Regions from separate parts of the Mus musculus genome. Here region 1 is linked to region 2. A link is a contact called in public Hi-C data. All regions are on one chromosome and are shown on one strand. The core of a region is the stretch at or near the end of the contact, and the rest is flanking DNA. Distances in the headings are between cores, read along the strand shown. Region 1 has its middle 19 kb from the start of Tnks2. Region 2 overlaps Rpp30 (ribonuclease P/MRP 30 subunit).

Region 1 (6,572 bases), core at 3,098-5,597, 710 kb after region 2:
AGTCTCAAGCACGGTGTTTTGTCTTCCTGTCTTCAGCGATGGATGTCATTTATTTTCTACTGTTTTGGACTAGGTTGTTTGTTTGTTTGTTTGTTTTTAGAGAGTTCAGAGTTTTCCAGTGTAGCTGGGACTGACCTCAAATCTCCCTGATTTAGCCTCTCTAAGAGTGCTGATAGAAGTATATATCCCAATGACACACGCCCCTTCTCTCTGTCCCTCTCTCCCACCCTCCCTCAGACCAGTTTGTTTTTCAAGGTAAAGGAAATGAGTAAGATGCTACCTAAGAAGTCTCTACATTAGACCAACGATCTCTAGGTGAGCGGAGTCACACACACTGCCCCTCCGGCTGTTCTGCAGTACAGTCTTTCCCTTGTGGGCTGCAGTCACAGCACTCAGAATTAGTTCTGCCTGAGCTGCCCTGGCTCACGGGCCCAGCAGAGGGGAATGACGACTGCCTGGACCGTGAGGAGCAAGTCAGCAAGCAGCGTCCTCCATGGGCTCTGCACCTGCTCCTGCCCCTAGGTTCCTGCCCTGTTCCTGGCCTGGCTTCCTTTGATAATGAACAGCGATATGGAAGTGTAAGGCAAATAAAGCTTTTCCTCCCCAACTTTCTATTTTGGCCATGGTTCTTTGTCACAACAGTAGAAACCCTAAGACAGCTTCCCTCTCAATGCGGACTGTGGTTGGAACGTTCAGTTCTTCATAGGCTATTAGTGAGCTCTCAACTTGCCAAAGTCTATAGCAATGACTCTCAAACCCATATCCCAGGAATCAAGATGGAGTTCAGAGGAAAAAAAAATAATAAAAGGGTTTTTGTTCATGCACATTGAACAAGCATAGCCAGCAACAGACATACTGCTGCAGTATGAGAAACAGGAAGAAGAAAAGTGAGACAATAATCAAGATGGATCTAATTTGTCCACAAGCTTAGGATAAGAAGACATTTTCAAACGGTTTGAAGCGAGCTGGGCATGGTAAGTATGCCTGAGCTACCAGCTACTTGAAAGACTGAGGCAGGAGGATCTTCATTCAGTCCAGAAGGCCAGCCTGCAAAGTGTAGCAAAAGTTATTCTAGATGCTTTCTTTCTTTTTTTTTTTTTTTGTTTTTTTGTTTTTTTGTTTTTGTTTTTGTTTTTTGAGACAGGGTTTCTTTGTGTAGCCCTGGCTGTCCTGGAACTCACTCTGTAGATCTGTAGTCCAGGCTGGCCTCGAACTCAGAAATCCTCCTGCCTCTGCCTCCCAAGTACTGGGATTAAAGGCGTGCACCACCACTGCCCGACCTCTGGATTCCAAGAATGCTGGGAAAGGCCATTTTACAAACTTCCAGTGACTGCCTTAGTTGCTGCTCTATAGCTAACACTGACTAACTGGAACGTCTTATTTTAAAGTACTTATTGTATCTTATTTTATTTTTTTTAAAGATTTATTTACTTATTATATGTAAGCACACTGCAGCTGTCCCCAGACACACCAGAAGAGGGAGTCAGATCTCCCTACGGATGGTTATGAGCCACCATGTGGTTGCTGGGACTCGAACTCAGGACCTTCAGAAGAGCAGTCGGGTGCTCTTACCCGCTGAGCCATCTCACCAGCCCATCTTATTTTATATATTAATGTATTTTAAGTATTAATATATTTATTTTAAAGACTTAAAGCATTAAGATTTCATAAGGAAAAAAATGACTGTAGAAGTCAGGCCCTGGGTCTTCCTCCCAGCCCCATGCTCCCAGAAATAAGACTCAGACTCAAAATACATTTACAAATACCTTGGCCATATACCTAGGCTCTTCTCTGACTAGATCATAACTTAGATTAAACCATTTATTTTAATCTACATTCTGCCACATGCTGGTCACTTGTGCTCAGTTACAATGCATCGTGTCCTCACATCTCCTGTGCCTGGCTCTATCCCAGAATTCTTTGTCTCCCGGATGTCCCACCTTCTATTCTATCCTTTCCTATAGGCCAAAAGGTTTTTTTTTTTTTTTCATTGACAGGTGATGCAAATGATTATATAAATTTTCAAGAGATAAATGCTTCATTCTGTCAAGAAAGAAATGCGCAGTACAGGAGGTATATTTTAACCCTGTGACCAAGGCTGCTGAGGTGCTTCCTTCATTGGGGACACGCTTGTCTTGTAGGCCTGCTGTCCGGAGTTCAGGCTCAGGGACCCTTGCAAAGGCAGAAGGCCTCTTCAAAGTTACCCTCAGGCTCAACAAGTAGGCCGAATTGCATAAGCCATAATGAGCACATTATACGTGATCATAATAAGAATACTAATAAACGGGGCCTAGCAAACACAGAAGTGGATGCTCACAGTCAGCTATTGGATAGATCACAGGGCTCCCAATGGAGGAGCTAGAGAAAGTACCCAAGGAGCTAAAGGGATCTGCAACCCTATAGGTGGAACAACATTATGAACTAACCAGTACCCCAGAGCTCTTGACTCTAGCTGCATATGTATCAAAAGATGGCCTAGTCAGTCATCACTGGAAAGAGAGGCTCATTGGACTTGCAAACTTTATATGCCCCAGTACAGGGGAACGCCAGGGCCAAAAAGTGGGAGTGGGTGGGTAGGGGAGTGGGTGGGAGGGTATGGGGGACTTTTGGGATAGCATTGGAAATGTAAATGAGCTAAATACCTAATAAAAAATATTAAAAAAAGAATACTAATAAATTAAAAATGCAATCAAACTCTGTAGCATAACATCAAAATTCTTTCTTAGAGCTACACACAGCCAGATGTTTGGAGTGTCACCATCTGCCCTGACAGAGCAGGATGTGCTGCCCAGGGGCGAATCTCTCCTAAATTTCTGGATTCACATTCAAGCCAAAAGCCCCAAACTATTAAAGCTTATCAAAACGTGTGCCCCTTTCATTTTTTTAGGAACAAAACCCAGGATTTTGTAAATTCAAGGTGAGGGTTCTACCACTAAAAGCTGCAGCCCCCCCCCCACCGCCGCCCCATTTCTGACGACCCATAATTGTGAATTAGTTCTAATTTAGAAAGAAATCTTTTTTGTTTTTGTTTTTTCGAGACAGGGTTTCTCTGTATAGCCCTAGCTGTCCTGGAACTCACTCTGTAGACCAGGCTGGCCTCGAACCCAGAAATCCACCTGCCTCTGCCTCCAAGTGCTGGGATCAAAGGCGTGCTCCACCATGCCTGGCTTAAAAAGAAAATTTTTAAAACTGCATATAAAATCTGACCTAGCTCAAGCACTCATAACCAAACCGACTGTCATATTATTTATCATTTTAGTAGCCTTTGTTATTAAACTGCTAATAAAGTTTTAAGTGTAAAGTTGAAGTTCATGCATTCTAAAACCCAGTGATTGAAAGAGAACCTCAGCAGCTAAACGTTAGTGGCAGCCGCCTAAAACAGCAGTTCTCAACCTGTGGGTCGCAACCCCTTGGGAGTCAAATCGCTCTCTCACAGGGGTCACCAAAGACCATCAGAAAACACATCATGATTCATAACAATAGCCAAACTACAGTTATGAAGTAGCAATGGAAATAATGTTATGGTTGGAGTCACCACGGCATGAAGAACCGCATTAAAGGGTCACCGCATTAGGAAGGTTGAGAACCACTGGCCTAGAACACCATGGGTTCAACCACTACCACTGCAATGTAAACAAGCTGCTCGGAAAACCCATCTACCTCAGTGCAGACTCAAAGCAACGCTTGCGTTTGCTGTTCTCTAATCTAAAGGCTCTCTCTCTACTCCCTGAAACGGGGAATAAAGGCCAATGCCCGCACCACACCGCACCGCACCACCCCAACTCGCCCTGCACCGACCGGGACTCGATCACCGATCACCGTACCAGACTCTACCCGCCCCGCCCCACCTCGCCCCTCCCCAGTCCCCAGTTCCTCTCACCACTTTCAGATCCAGACATAAGATAAGCAGTATCTGAATGTGGATTTTGTTTTGTTGTCTGGGTTTGGGGGCTTTTGTTTACTGCTTTGGGGGTCGGGGCTTATATTATTTAGTACTAGAGACTGAACCGAAGGTCTCGCACGTGCTAGGCGACCACTTTTCTGCTGAGCTACATCCCCAAGTCCTTCTTTTCATTGTTTTTTTTTTTTTTGTTTTGTTCGGACAAGGTGTAGCTGTCTGGCCTACCATTCACTATACAGGCCAGGCCGGCCCTGAATTCACAGAGACGTCCTTCCTCTGCCTCCCGAGTGCTATATAGAGTTTTATACAGGCCACCATACCCAGCCCAGCCATTTTCTTTAACAGCCTTAAATCAGCATCGCAGTTTGCGCTTGGGCTGAGCATTCAAATTTTTTATTTGCTGATCCTGAAATATTTGTAGACCTATTTCCACTAGGTGGCTGTCTTCACCAAGAAGTGTCAGCGCTATGCTGGCTTCTGGTAATTTGAAACCTTACATTTTATAGAGGTAGGCGTATGCGCAGTGGTTTAATAGACGTTCTCACGCAAGTATCAACCTGTGCTTCTCTTTTACGCCTTCACACTGGGTGGAAAAGGAAATATGTTTAAATGTGCCCTCAAAATAGGAAAGAAAAAAAAAATAGAAAAGAGATGTTTTGTTTGAAATTGAAACTATTTGTAAATGTACTTTTTAATTGATGTGTGTGTATATGTTTGTGTATGTGTGTGTTTGTGTATGTACGTGTATGTATGTATTTGTATCTGTGTGTGTATTGTGTGTGGATGTATGTATTTGTGTATTTGTCTGTGTGTGCCTACATGCTCCATGCACACGTGGGTGCCCTTGGAGGCTATAAGAGAGTGTCAGACCCCTGGAGCTGGCATTACTGGCAGTTATAAGCTGCCTGACAAAGGTGTAGGGAACTGAATCTGGGTCCTTGGCAAGAACATAAAGTGCTCTTAACTGTTGAGCCCTCTCAGCCGGGCACGCCTTTAATCCCAGCACTCTGGAAGCAGAGGCAGGCGGATTTCTGAGTTTGAGGCCAGCCTGGTCTACAAAGTAAGTTCCAAGACAGCCAGGGCTAAGGGCTACACAGAGAAACCCTGTCTCGAAAAAAAAAAAAAAAAAAACTGTCTCTCCAGCCCCTGAAATCAATCCATCTTTCTTTTTTCTTTCTGTTTTAGATTTGTTTATTTAATGTATAGAAGTATTTTTTGTGCAAGTACATATGTGCCCACATGCATGTCTGGTACCCATGGAGGTCAGGAAAGGATATGAATCACCTTATAAAGTACATGGATACTGGGAACCAAACCTAAGTCAACAAGTTCCCTCCACTGCCAAACCATCTTTCCAGTCCCCTGAAATTTTTCATAAAGAAATGTAAAGTGGGGGCTGAAGGGGTTGGAGAAATGGCTCAGCAATTAAAGACTGCTTGTTGCTCTGGTACCCATGTCAGGAGGCCCCCCAACTGCCTATAACCCCAGCTCCGGGGAATCTCGCACCTTCTTCAAGTCTCTGTGGGCACACACATACACGTGAAGTCTCTGTGGGCACACACATACACGTGGTATATACACACATGCACACACACAAAATAAGTGAATGAATAAAATGAGAACATAATTTAAAATAATTCTTTAAAAGTTTTAAAGAGAAGGTTGAAGAGATGGCTCAGCAGTTAAGAGCACTGTCTGCTCTTCCAGAGGTCCTGAGTTCAATTCCTGGCAACTACATGGTGACTCACAACCATCTGTAATGGGATCTGATGGCTTCTTCTGGTGTGCCTGAAGACAGCTACAGTGTACTCATATACATAAAATAAATAAATACATAAATATATACATACATAAATAAAAATTTTTAACGAAAGAAATGTGACGTATCTAATCTATCCACTCTTGGACAGATTCCCAAAGGACTGGAAGTCCACAACATACTTGCACACCGTGTTTACAACTGCAATATTCACAACATCCAGGAAGTGGACAAAGCAATTTGATAATACATATGCAATAGAATCTTAAGCAGCTGTAAGAAAATTAAAATTATGCCATTTGAAAAAAAAAAAAAGGATACACCTGGAAATCATGTTAAGTAAAATATAACAGATTCAGAAAAAAAATCCCATTTTCTGTCATATATGGAACCAAAATTTATGTGTGTTATATATGTTTGCATGTCACAAAACTAGAAAGGGGATGAGAAGAGGGGAGGAAGAGATCTTAAGGAAGATGAGAAATACTGGTCGCGATGGAAAGCGAACCCGTGACTGACTGGAAGGCAAGCAGGCGGCTGCTGCACCGGGAGGGAGTATAAGGAAAAGCAGTGGGGTAAGAAACGAAAGAGAACAATGTATAATGACACACATGTGTAAGACGCCAGGACCCTGTGTTCTTCCTATGTAGTCTATGATGGCTAGTGTCAATTTGACAAAAATCTTTTACCATCTGGAAAGGCTGGGCCCCTGAGGATGTCTTTGGGGAGTGCTTATTGTTAATTGATGTGGGAAGACCCATCTTAATTGTGGGAGGGACTTCCTGGACTTCCACAAAGGGAGTAGAAGAGCTGAGTAGGGAGGGACTCGGCAATTAGACTTGCTCCCATGTCAGGAGGCTCCCCAATTGTCTCCAGCTCCAGGGGATCTGACAGCCTCTTCCAGCCACCGTG
Region 2 (6,314 bases), core at 1,356-3,855:
CTGATCATTTGTTCTATACAATTCTTCTGAGCCATCACGTTGAACTAGAATTTTCCCTTAGAAAAATGTAATCAAAAGTGCTATTATAATTTAGCCTGGTGTTTTGTTATCATTTAGTTGTAAGTTTACTGACCAGCAGCCTCGGAAGTCAATAACAACTAGTTGTAGCTTTCTTCTTCTTCTCCTGGTGTTTGGATTAAGCAGCAGAAAAGAGAGACAAGGGACTGTACAGGACAAAACAGTTAATTGAGACTTCTTGGGTGCAGGTCTCAGGCAGGCTAAGTCTGTCTGCCACTGTGAGCAGGTGAGCTGCCCTTCGTTTGTGTTTGTGTTTGTGTTGTCTCATATCCTTGGCGGACTCTGGGTTGAAGTCCTTAATGACCCTATCAGAGGACTGCTGTTTGGGCTTTCTGAAAATGATGGCAAGGCTGCCGTGTCCACAAATTGCAGAGCTGTATTTCTCCATGGAGGTAAGCATGTTGTTATTTATAGTAAAATCAGAATGGTCTCGTTAGAGGCAGGTTATCATCAGATAATTGGCATATATGTGCTTTAACTATCCTTCCTACAGAGTTCTTATAAGGGTGTCTTCTCAACCAGTTCTAACCATATTCTGTTCCTTGCCCTCATTTCAGGCCTTCCTCTCTGTAGTGTGTGCATTGTATGTAGTGTGTGCATTGTATGTAGTGTGTGCATTGTATGTAGTGTGTGCATTGTATGTAGTTTGCATTACAGAATGACTGTTGAATGTGTTCTTTCAAACTACACACTGTCCCCAGCCCACATTTTCAGAGGCTTTTAACATCGCTCCTGCTTTTCTCTGGGTGGTCTTTCTCCCTGCTAAAATAAATAAGTTTCAGAAACAGGAGTGGGAATAGTAGTGTTAGTTTGACAGGATCTAGAACCATCCCGTTCCAGAATCACCTGTGAGGGGTTATCTAGATTCGGTAAGCCCCTGAGAATGTGAGTGTTTGGTTAGTGGATGTGAGAAGACCCTCTTCCTGGCTAGGGATCCTGGATTGAATAAACTAGAGAAAGCAAGCTGAGCACTGGCACTCAGACATGCGCTCCTCAGCTGGGAATAGGATGCAGCCAGCTGCTTCAGGCTCCTGTGCCCCTGAACTCCCTTCCAAGATGGACTCTACCCTTGCACTGTGAGCTGAAATAAACTGATTACTCTCTGGGTTGCTCTTATCAGAGTATTTTACACAGGAACAGAAAAGAAACGAAAACATCAAACCATTAAGTAAAAAAAAAAAAAAACCAGAAACGTCGATGGGCAGTGGTGGCACACGCCTTTAATCCCAGCACTTGGGAGGCAGAGGCAGGTGAATTTCTAAGTTCGAGGCCAACCTGGTCTACAGAGTGAGTTCCAGGACAGCCAGGGCTACACAGAGAAACCTTGTCTCAAAAAACAACAACAAAACAAAACAAAACAACCCAGAAACATCATTTTTTAAATCCACCTATCTAAACTCAGTCTATAACTTTTGTTTTTATTATAACTCAGAATGTTTCTTATTTTGGTTTACATGATCATGTATCTACGGTTACGTATTTTGGGTGTGTTTTTCCCAAGGGGTTGGGGGGCGTCATTGGTTATGTAAAAATATTATACTAGGTTACATAAGGCCATTTTTTGCAAGTCTAATAAATGTGCTCTGGGCACATGCCCTCCACCCTCCTTTCTCACCCCGTTAGTCTCTTGTGCATATTCCCTGCCACTCCACACCCCTTACAGCTATTAGTCCCCTTCATGCATACTAGTTACACTCCCCACACCCCGCAGATCCCAACTAGTCCTCTTGTGCAGGTTCCCTTCCTAACCTCAGACCAGTCCTTCTGTGCATACTCCCTCACACCACCTCCCATTAGTCCTCTTGCTCCTGAGACAGTTCGCTCCGACTCCTGGACTTCTTCCATGGTCTGCACATGTACGGTTTGTGTACCTGAGGGGAGTGTGAGGCCCACAATGAGGCAGAGCCCACTCCTCCTGCAGCTCTGCTCTTCCTTCCTCCTCACCACACCCTTCCTCCAGTGTCACTTTTCAGTGTGTTCCTTAGTTCATCAGGCGGTGATTGTCCTGTGTGCCTTCATTCTAATATGTCTATTTGTAATGTACTTACCCAGCATTTTGAATATTTAAAAACCACTGCTAAGGATTTTATATACTGCATATGACAGTGCCTGTCCTGTTAATATGTACTTAAAACAAATCTAAGTTGAAGTTCAACTCTACTGCCAAACTGACCGGAGCATACAAAGCAATCCCTCTTTTTCCCTTCATTATTAGCATACATAAAGGATTGGTAAACGTGAGCTTGATTCTGTGTTCTGCCAGCACACATGTTAGATGACTGCTGGACGTTGGTACATTGTACATTGGTAGCCTAGTGAGGGTGATGGTGTGTGCTGTAGAGTAAGCTCACCACAGCCCCTGCTGTGGGAGCAGTGCAGGCGACTCCTGCACCCGGGCCTGGGATTTCTCTTATGATCTTTTTACCATACATAAAGCAGATGCTAGACCAATGCTTATGGCTGGTTCTGACTGCATCAGATGGCATGGAGAGAGCAATGGAGAATCCCTGCTCTGCAGTTTATCTAAGAGGAAACCCTTAGGAACGAGCTAGCTGGTAAAATACTGACCATAAATGGCATCTGCACCCGTGAGAGCTCTCTGTGGTTTTCCTGTTTACCGGGCTATAGGCCAAAGAAAATGGGGTAATGCTGGCTAAACCAACACCTGTCATCTCTGCCCTTAGGAGGCTAAAGCAGGAGGGTCAGAGTTGGCTGGACCGCGTAAGGAGTTCAAGGCCAGCCTGGGCTACTTGGTGAGATCCTGTCTCAAGAAACAGAAACAAGTAAAACTGTTCTATCTTTATTCAATGTGGTTTCTATTTTACAGAAACTAGAAAAACTGCTTTTGGAATTATTTCTACAGTGAAGAAACCACGGCCATCAGAAGCAGATGATGAATCTCTTCCAGTGTGCAAGAAAGCTAAATGTGAGGGCTGAGACGAGTCCTGAGTCTCCACGCACTGCCTCCTCCCCTTCGTAGCTCATCAGTCACTGTAAAAATAAAACTCTGCTGAGTTGATATTTTCATTAAACTAGAAACCAACAGTCTATAAAAACAACTTTATATTCAGACCATTAAAACAGCAAATAAAACCCAGTGAAGCATTTTTTAAAGACTAACAGCTTAATTAATTTAGATATACTTTAAGAGAAAAACTATTTTATCCTTCATGTGAATAATGAATAACAGTAGGTACACTGAAATAAGATGTCTCAGTATTGTAAGACATTGAAAACTAATAAATTAACGTTTTTCTACTCGGTACATATGGATTTTTAAATTTTACTATCCAAAAAAGGTAGTTATTTTGAAGACTTAAGCCCTGTTATGGGGGTGACTTTAGCCAACTGATTACTTTTTAAGCTCTTTTTTTACTGCTTGAGTTAAAACCTTCCTAAAGGACTTCTGCACTTGTAAAAGCAGAGGGATGCTCATAAGAGTTACTTGTCCCCTCGAGTCGCTCCCTCCTGCCTTCAAATTGTCCTTACGATATAGTCCTCCCTTTAGTTAGAAATCCCTCAATAGCTAATAGTGATTTTCCTAGTTGCTATAAGGTGTAAAGCATTTGGCTCAAATTTAAAATTTTATATATATATATATATATATATATATATATATATATATATATGTATATATGTATATATGTATGTATGTATGTATGTATGTATGTGTGTGTGTGTGTATATATATATATATATATATATATATATATATATATCCTTTGGAAATAATTTTCAATAACAAGTTCATTAGACTGAGTAGATAGCCATTTCAGTAAATATCTGCATTTATGCCATATTGATCTAAGGACCCCAAGGATGTGGAATTAACTGAAGGAAAAAAGATGACTGGTGCTCTGAAGGTGAGAAAAGCAGTGTGTAAAAGGGTGCTCATGCCAGCTTCGCAGACATAGGTGCTGAGCTCAAGTACTAACACGTAAGCACATTGTTCATGAGTGAAGCTTTAGTCTGGATTGTAATGCTGTCTCAGTGCTTTGTAGTGCCTTTTCCTCTCACAGTGATAGGAGAAGTAAGAGAAATGAATATTCAAATAGATGGCAAAAAAGATATGATTAAAAACCAGTACCTACTCTTAATTTTATACGTAGCAGTGAATATCCTTGACAAGTATTATGTATGGTAGTTCCCAATTATGACCGAAGCAGAAAAATTACAAGTTTGAGACCAACTACAATGAAAGAGGCAAAAATAGTGGGAGAATATTGTATAGGTACATCTGTGGAGTTTGTGCACACATATGTAAAGCATAATTACAACTGTAAGTCAAGCATCAGTGACTGTTCGTTGGATACTCCCCAGGGGAAAAACCAGCCTAGACATCAGTAGATTAGTGGATAAAGAAACTGTGCATACGTGGTGATCATGAACAGCGATGATCTAGCGTCACTGGGAGACAAGTCCGTGGACTGACTGAGAGTAATTAGATCCGCTAATTGAGGTGGGAAAACACCCTGCGTGTGAGTGTCACCATCCTGTGTCTGAGGGCCTGGATCTTCATAAAGAGAAAGTTAACTGAGCACGCACAGGCATTGGTCACTTCTGCTTCCTAACGAGACAGGTTCGGAATGATCCGTGAAAGAGTAGGGAGCGCAGGTCACAGTCCAGTTATGTGCTGGGTGTTCACTTTGGGAACATTGCTTCTCTGGGGAAGTTAAAGTGCACAGACTAAAGACAAACTGAAATCTCCCTCTACCTCACTTCACCTTTTTCCTTACAGATGGCCTTACTGCCAACATTAAATAATTAATATTCATAGAAGCTTTAGAGCAGGGCCTGTCGTAGAAAGTGTCCATTCACTATCTACTCTTATCCTTTTGGAGAAAAGAAAAAACTAAGATCTCTATCACACCAATATACAACCACAGTAAATTCAGGTGGTTCAAAGATTTAAATTTAAGCTGAATTTGTAAAATAGCACAGAAAAACAATAAGCCAGGAGGTGATGTGAACCTGTATCTCTACCTAGAACTTGGGATGTGAGAACAAGACAATCAGTGGTTCACCAACATTCTCGGGTACATAGCAAGTTTAAGACCAGCCTGGGCTACAGAAGACCCATCTCTAAAACAAAAAACAAGTGAAAAGACAAAATGTAGATTTTAAAAAGATGTTAGATTGAAATAGACTCAAGTATGATTATTGAAACTGGAAAATGTCAATTGATTTCTATAAAACTATGTTAGAAGTTAGAAATGTGACTCACTGAATTGTAGGTTCAGTCTCTAGTATTATGAAATTAGAATATTCTGAGCCAGGCATGGTGGCGCACGCCTTTAATCCCAGCACTCGGGAGGCAGAGGTAGGCGGATTTCTGAGTTCGAGGCCAGCCTGGTCTACAAAGTGAGTTCCAGGACAGCCAGGGCTACACAGAGAAACCCTGTCTTGAAAAACAACAAAAAATAGAATATTCTGGAAACAATACAATCTAGGAAAGTTGCCTTCAAGTTATCGTTGAGCGAGACTGGAATCACTGTACCTGAATTGTTTTCAAAAGGCATGCAGCACCCCACCATTGCAATGGTAATCCCAGCATTCAAGAAGCTTGGGAAGGCCAATCATGACTTTGAGGCAAAGCAGGGCAATACACAAAGTTCACGACCAGTTTAGGCTACATAGTCAGATCATGTCTCAAACACAATACCATGACAAATAGTGCTAGTTCAGATCCCTTCCCCAGCATTGCAGACCTATGCTCCAGATGTCTGAGTTGGGTACTAAGAAATACCCTTCCCCCAGAGCATTAACTTTACCCCTATGATGCCTGGGCAGTCTTAACTACACTATGAGGTTAGCCTGGGGCTAGAGCCTGAACATTTCAAGGGCTTAGCTGAGGATAGCTCTCTCCTGAGACCACAACCTTCCCTCTGTCATCCTGCCTCATTTCCCCTTCTGCAGAGCCCTCAGTAAATAAAACATTTGTATAAGATCCTCATTGCAAGAGGGACCAACTTCACTTCTAAAACAATCGAGCAAATAAGGATCAAAAAGCACTCAACAGATATGAAAATGTCACACTTTACTAGTCATCGGTGATATGCTTGCTGGTTAGGTTGGGAAAGTTTAAAACGGACACAAAGTTAGTGTTTTCACAATTGGGAAAGGCTGTAGACTATTTTGAAAGTGGCCATAATTTGATGTTAACCTTATAAATACTTCTACAAGGTATTCTTCAAAAGTAAGTAAAGTTAGAGCTAGACAAGGGCTGAGATTATAGT

Evidence for each region. Hi-C and Micro-C count contacts between places; a contact is called where the count stands out from the background.
Region 1: a contact with region 2 is called in a Hi-C map of cortical neurons, with 4 times the contacts expected there. A contact is called at or near these places in 3 of 484 Hi-C or Micro-C datasets (the HPC-7 cell line, the N1E-115 cell line and cortical neurons), 3 of 130 datasets of targeted methods (large pre-B cells and pancreatic cancer cells) and 1 of 9 other capture datasets (embryonic stem cells).

The regions. Positions count from the first base shown.
Region 1 is chr19:36,811,799-36,818,370 of GRCm38.p6, forward strand. No RefSeq gene overlaps it. Among named protein-coding and RNA genes, the nearest start is that of Tnks2, 19 kb to the right of the region's middle.
Region 2 is chr19:36,101,431-36,107,744 of GRCm38.p6, forward strand. It overlaps Rpp30 (ribonuclease P/MRP 30 subunit), which reads left to right. Exons shown (of 11, transcript NM_019428.3): 10 at 391-470; 11 at 2,906-3,343. The coding sequence ends at 3,015. Among named protein-coding and RNA genes, the nearest start is that of Ankrd1, 15 kb to the right of the region's middle.